Regions from separate parts of the Pan troglodytes genome. Here region 2 is linked to region 1. The links are chromatin contacts, called in public HiChIP or PLAC-seq maps. All regions are on one chromosome and are shown on one strand. Each heading gives the region's core, a stretch centred on a gene start, on an enhancer-like site or on the middle of the called end of the contact. The rest is flanking DNA. Distances are from core to core; before and after follow the strand shown.

Region 1 (3,359 bases), core at 277-2,776:
CAGGGGTGAAAGAACTCCATAAACAACTTCCAGGAAAGTCTGGGCAGGGGAAGCCCGAAACCTGTATTCCGAAATCGCCTGAGCAGCGAGGAAAATAAATGCTTACGGGAGGGGGAGGGGAAACGGGAGGGGGGAAGGAAAGAAAGAGCAAAAAACTAAATGGACCGGTTCTACCCCCACCTCTAATCAACACTGGAAAACAAGAGAACAATTATTTGACTCCCCCAGGAGACTGAAGTGGACCGAGAGGCCGCAAAGGAAAGGGGCCCAGGGCTCAACTTCACAAACTCGGCCGCCGCTGGCAACACACCCACACACAAATGCCAGAGGCCCCCCTCCCCCTTTCCCAGCCCGGCCCGGCGGGAGCGAAGGTGCGGAGCGCGCGGAGGCGCGCGCATTGTGCAAGCCCACCGCGGCCCAGGCCCGACTTTCCCCACCCCCTTCCTTCCTCCCCACCCCTCCTCCACTCCCGCCAACCTCTCGGGAACCCCGGGAAGAAAGAAAGGAAGAAGGAGGGAAAGCACGCCCCCCGGGGCTGCAACCGCAGAGAGAAACTCAGAAGGGAAAAACAAATCTCAGCCCCGGACTCTGGGAGGAGTGGGGAGCTGGTCACCGCGGCGGAGTGGACGACTCCAGTTCCTCCACTTCGCCTCGGGACCCCCACCCCAGCTAGAGTTCCCGCAACCCCCCTCCCCTGACCAGAGCTGGCGGCCGCGGCTCCCGAGCGCCCCCCCGGTCTGAGGCCCGCCCGACGGGGAAACGGGGAGAGGGGCGACGAGGTTACCTGTCGGGAGTGGGATTTGGGCTCCGGCGGCTTGAAGAAGGAGTCGGGCAGCTTCCGGAGCCTCATGGGCACGGTCTGGGGCACGTTGGCCGTCTTGGGGTTCATGACGGCGTTGAAGAGCGCCTCCAGGTCGGTCTCCGAGTCCCCGCGGACGTGCACGATCTGATGCCCGGCGGGGGGTGCCTGCGGCGCCGCCTGGGTCGCCGCGGGTGCCGGTTGCCCGGGTCCGGACGGCGGGCCCTGCCCCTGGGGGGGCTGCGAAGGCGGCTGCCCTTGGCCCTGGGGGGCCGGTTGAGGCGGCGGCTGCTGCCCGGGATCCATGGCTTCTGCCTCCCCCGACGCGCACCCCCTCACCCAGGCGAGCGAGGGCTACGCCCGGACGCCCCGGCTCCACGGGCCGAGGTGGAGAAGCGGCGACGGCTGCGGGCCGGGCGGCGCTGGGCGGCGGGAGCGGCGCTGTCCTCGCTCTCAGGGCCGGGGGGCTGCGCCGCGGCCCCGCATCCCCCGCCCCGGCGCCTCCGCCCCCGCCCTGCGCCCCGGCTCCACTGGTCTGGCGGCTGCGCCTCGGGAGGGGCTGCGAGGGACTCGGACCTGCAGCGCCTGAGAACTTTTTCCCTCCAACTCCCTTGACGGAGGCCGGACGGCTCGTTGCCTTTCCCCGCCTCCCCTTTCTCTTTATTTCCTTTTCTTGTTCCTTCCTTCCTCCCTTTCTTTTCCCTGGCGGCGGCTGCGCCCGACTGAGACAGAAACTCGCCTCAAACGCCAAAACTAAAGTTAGGAGAAGCGCCCGCCCGCGCCGCCGCGGCCCCGCCTCCTCTCGGCTCTTCCTTCCTCTGCGCGCCCGCCCGCACCGCGGCCCGGCCGGCAGCGCAGGGAACTTTTCGCTGCAAGTTGCTACATTCCTGCACACTCCCGGCCCGCGGCGCCTCTCCCGGCCGCACGTGACCCGCTCGCCCTGGCCCGGTCCGCCTTTCGCCCGCGCTCAGCCGGGCAGGGGCCCGAAGCGTGCCCCGTATTCTGCCCCGCGAACCACAAACGATGGGTCCAATCCGGGTCCGAACTGTGGTGTCTGCGGAGAACGCGGGCGCCCTTGGCTGCAGGAAGTTCTTCCGCTCCGCTCGGCCCCTTTTCCCCGCCCGTGCTCGGGAAAGGCGCTTCCAGTTCGCCTGGACCTGCGAAAGGGCCAAGGCCGAAAGAAGTGGAGAGAGGATGTGCGAACCCACCTCCTCCTCCTCGCGTTACCCCGGCTTGACCGAGCGGAGCGCCTGTGCGAGCTTAAAGCCGGGAGGATAGATTGCAGTTAAAATAGATACCGTGAGCCGGCATTGATGTTAATAAAGGTCCATTGTTTTCAGCATTAACTTTATTTTGTAATTCTGTTTCACTTATCTGTTAGTATGCAAAAACTCACTTGAAAGGGGTAAATGGTTACTGTAATTGAAGCTTTGAGACCAGGTCTGTGACTCAGTGTAACTTATTAAAAGAAACAAAAACACTGCATTTTCCAAATAGTGAAATCACATCAATTTTTTTAGTACTCGAATTTGCATTAGTCACTGGAAGCCGCAACCCAAAAAATTAGTGCTTCTTCAGGTACAAGCATTCATTCCTCTGTACCTGTCTTTCATCCTCAAGGAGCTGGGTCCCTACCCCTGCTATCCCTGTGCCTGGCCCAAGGGTGGACTCCGTTAATGTGGACTGAATAAGAAATGAATGGGCAAGGAGGTCACCCCAGGCACCTGATGTACAAGGAGCCCTTCTGGAAGCCACTCAAAAACAATAGAAATGTTCTTTAAGTCATACACTCTGGGTTTTTTTTTTTTTAAAGCATCCTTGTTGAGATATAATTTATATACCATACAGTTTTTGTAATAGTTGTACATATTTGTATATTTAAGCAATTCACTGTTTTTTTTAATATATTCATAGGATTGTGCAACATCAGTCTAATTTTAAATGCACAAGCCCATTCTAAGGAAATCTGGCTTTCTTGTTTTAATGATTTCGTCTACAATGCTAGTGAAACAAAGGTATAAGTAGGATTAAGCAAGGAAAAAGTCCGTGAGCAAAAAGGTAATTTCTTCCTTCAGCCAGAACATGCCCAAGAGAATTCTGAAGGATCTGTATCACTTGGTGTGGTAGGGCTCGGCCAAAGGAGCAGGCCTCAGACACTCAAAATTCTAACAGAAGATTCCAATCAACTACTCTGAACCCCCAGTTTCCTGTCTGAAAAAAAGGATCAGAGTAAATGACACCCATGACTAGTTCTTGGATTTGTTCCCACTCCTAAATATCAAGTGCATTTAACGACAAACTTGTAGGTTCTGGAGTTACAGAGTTTTGAGTTCAGGTCCCAGTTCTGCCATTTACTAGCTGTGAGGTTTTGGACAAGTTATTTATTTCCTGTTCTTTAATATTAGCATCAGGGGTAATAACACCTACCTCATAGTTGTTGGGGCATTAAATGAGTCAATGGATATAAAGTACTTAGCCCAGTTTGGGACGTGCAGTGAGTTCCACATCAATGTCAGTTGTCATTGTTGTCCCATATTCACAGATTATTTCACAGGTAGTA
Region 2 (3,359 bases), core at 319-2,818, 240 kb before region 1:
ATTAATTAAAATAAGTAAATGCAACATACTCCCCATAGCACTAACTATACGTGTCTTTAAAACGCATAACTTTAGAGACAGATGGAAATTTTCACACAGGAAACATTTTGTCCTTGCTCTCCTCCCCTTTTCTGGCCTAAAGGTAACTCTGGCACTCTGCTGGAGGCAAAGGCACATTGGTTAAAAAGACAGAGACATACACTCCACTACACCCTGTCAGCAGCAGTACAGCAGGAATTAAGACAGCAACGTTAGTTTGTAATATCAAGTCTCTCCACGACTAGGAAAACTGCAGTAAAATGCACCACGAGTTCATTAATATAAACTCTTAAACTCTGCCATTCCCTTACAATTTCAAAGCAACGACCACAGAAAGCAACTCGAAAACAAAACCTAACACAGTGGCCTGTGAAACAGTGGCTCCGGCACTACGACCACTGGCATGATTGCTTTAATTACACCCAGTCTTATATCCTATCTTTAAATGAAAGATTTTTATCTACGTGCACCGCACTGCTGCTTTCTCTTTACGCAAATTGCAGCTGGGCAGGGGATAGGATGGAAGGGAAAAGAATAGAAACTATGGGATTTACCCAATAATTTCCCAGAGTTGCTTCTCACAATACACAACAGACGACTACTGGAATGACAGAGCGCAGTGGCAACTATGAAATATGAAATATCGCCGCCACCGAAATATCTTCGTTTCAATGTATTACATTAAAAGAACGCCGAGGGCTAAGTTTAAAACCTTGCAAAAACTGCGAGAGAACATCTTGGTCAAAGTCCAAGGGCCAGAAGAGTGGGCGGCGGCCAGAGGAGGCTTGAAAACAAGTCATTTTAAAAATCGCTTTGACTGCAAGTCTCGAAGTTGGGGCTTCCGAATCCAATAAAACCTTGGCGAGAGTAGAAAGCAGAGAGCCCCCGGCGACCCTCGACCCTTGGCCGAAGGGCCTCAGGCCCCGTCCTTCCTCGTTCGGCCGCCACATCAGGGAAGTGGGCCCCCGCGGGCCCTCGCGTCCCCACCCGACCCGCGCCGCCCGAGCCCGGAAGGAGCAGCACTCACCGCAGTGCGGGCGCAGCAAACACGGAAGCTGCGCGGCTGCCTAGAGGCCTCCTCAGAGCCGGGAATCAGCGGAGCCGACAAGGAGATACGGCCCGCTCGGCTCGGATCAGCCCGGGCGCTCCCGAAGCCCGCCGCCCCATCCGGGCTCACTCCGACGCACGATGACGTCAGCGCGCCCGGCCGAGGACCAGCGTTAGCCGCCGCGCGAGGGCGCCCGGGAGGCTGGGGCCGGAAAGCGGAACCGAGAGCGCTTTCCGCCGTGGGGCGATGAACCTCCGGGAAAGACGCTGGGAGGCCCAGGGACGCCCGGCGCAACTGGACGCTCATCGGGAGTCACGGGGTCGGCCCTCAGGGGAACGGGGACTATCCGTATCAACTCGGTGTTTGTTCGTTTTCTTCACCTTGCGGTTTGTGCCCCCTCCACATTTCCTCTCTGTGCCTACCATTCTCCTGGGGGACGTGGCAAACCGTGAGCCGCTGCGTTTGACTTTTGGGAAACCCTGCGGAAACGCCCTGGCGCCGGTGGTTTTGCGCGTCCTACCCTGTGTCACCTCAGGGTTATGATCTGGCCCCTGGCAAGGCTCCCCAAGTGTGATGCCTCCCTGCGTCGAGATGACTGCATTTTGAGGATGGAGTCAGTCTGGTGGCATTTTTTGCTTAAGTAAACAATTGTAACCGTTTGTGTAGCATCAGCGTTCAACTGCTGCCTGTGCAAATCGAAAAAAGCGAAACGTTGGAAACTAGGAAGCATCAGATGAATAATTCTGAATACTTGATGTCAACGGGAGTATCTTGTTTTTAAACTTTTGGTTTTCTGTTCTGGAGACAAACAGTTCATATGCACTAAAGAAAAAAGTGTCATTATTTCAGATGCTCATTGCCAGCAAAGAGAACTGTATTGCAAGTCAGGCTTCACTCCCAGTATTTTCTGAATGTTTCAATAAAATGAAATATATACGTCTGCCTGTGTATTGGTGTACATGCACATATAATTCTACATAAACCACAGAGGAGCCCAATTTTTTTTAATGCTTAGGTAATAGAAAATTTGTAAATAAAAACCCTTGGCTTTTGCTAGTCATGGACCTTTTGTATCCCCCCGCCATACTCCCCCAATAGTGCCATAGACACAGTATCGTGCAGTAAATGTTTGTGGTATGACAGCCAACGAACGACTTTTGAAGTTGACGCTCTTTGCCCATTGAATCCGATGCTTGCTTCTCTCTGGGGAACTCCAAGGGGCAAATATTTTAAAAACTTCCAAATAGCAAGCCACTTAATTAGGGAGCCGGGGGAATTCCAAGACCCTGAACCATTTCCCATTTCCTGTCTGTGTCATTTCTGCCTGCCAGTCAGTCACAGAACAGGAGGTCTACTGTTCCAATGTTAATAGTCAAAGAAAGTGAGTGTAACAGTTTGTAATACAGAGAAAAGAAATGCCATGGCTCCCAATGACTAAAAACTTCCAAAAATGCACCTGGGGCTTGGTAGTAGTTTAGTATTTAGTTCAAGTCACTATTTCTCGGAAGGTTACAGAACATTCCCAACACATGTGGGAAAATATATATAGCAAGAATTGTTCATTCTGAACTCAAGATTATTTCTCTTTTTCAGTTCTTGTCCTGACCAAAACAGTAAGATAATGAATATACTTAAGTATAGGGGAAAGCTTGCATTTCAAAAACTCAAAAGCCTTAGATATTTTTAACAAAAAATATTTGTAATATTTACATATAATAAATAGTACCTCATAACTTTTAATCTTGTATAACTTTGTAGTCTAGTGTTACAGCTAGTTAATTCAGTTACCTGTTTATTCAGTTAATTTTTTTTCATTTTGCTAGTATAAAGTTGCTGTTAATATTAAAAAAATAAGCTATGTATGTCTGCTGCAGTTGCCATTCTAACGTTTTTCACATTTATGTAGAAAAAAATATTTACAGTATTTAAAACAATTTTGAAGAAGAAAAGTAAGATTGGAAGGTCTTGTCCTACCAGGTAATGAGTTACAATAAAGCCATAGTAATTGAGACAGTCTTGTATTATTAAACGCCCTAAGATGGACAATTAAAGGAAGGAGATACAGAGCCCCAAGAAGAGACCCATATCTATGTATTTGGGAATTTGATATACTGGCATTATGTATTAATGAGAAAATGATTAATTAATAAGTAATGCTGAATGAATGGTTATTCTAATGGAAAATAAAATTAGATCACTACCATATACTATTTAAAAATCTCTGCCGGATTTTTTTTAAAAACCCTCAAAAGTAAACAGCCATCATTATGAA

Evidence for each region. HiChIP or PLAC-seq counts read pairs in DNA pulled down with a chosen protein or histone mark.
Region 2: a contact with region 1 is called in an H3K4me3 HiChIP or PLAC-seq map of stem cell-derived excitatory neurons, with 2.1 times the contacts expected there. The contact joins the promoter of BIRC2 here to the promoter of YAP1 in region 1. A contact is called at or near these places in 1 of 7 Hi-C or Micro-C datasets (stem cell-derived neural progenitor cells) and 1 of 1 datasets of contacts at active chromatin or transcription factors (stem cell-derived excitatory neurons).

The regions. Positions count from the first base shown.
Region 1 is chr9:104,162,576-104,165,934 of NHGRI_mPanTro3-v2.0_pri, reverse strand. It overlaps YAP1 (Yes1 associated transcriptional regulator), which reads right to left and starts at 1,526. Exons shown (of 7, transcript XM_016921869.3): 1 at 785-1,526. The coding sequence starts at 1,105.
Region 2 is chr9:104,400,506-104,403,864 of NHGRI_mPanTro3-v2.0_pri, reverse strand. It overlaps BIRC2 (baculoviral IAP repeat containing 2), which reads right to left and starts at 1,568. Exons shown (of 9, transcript XM_001152603.7): 1 at 1,067-1,568.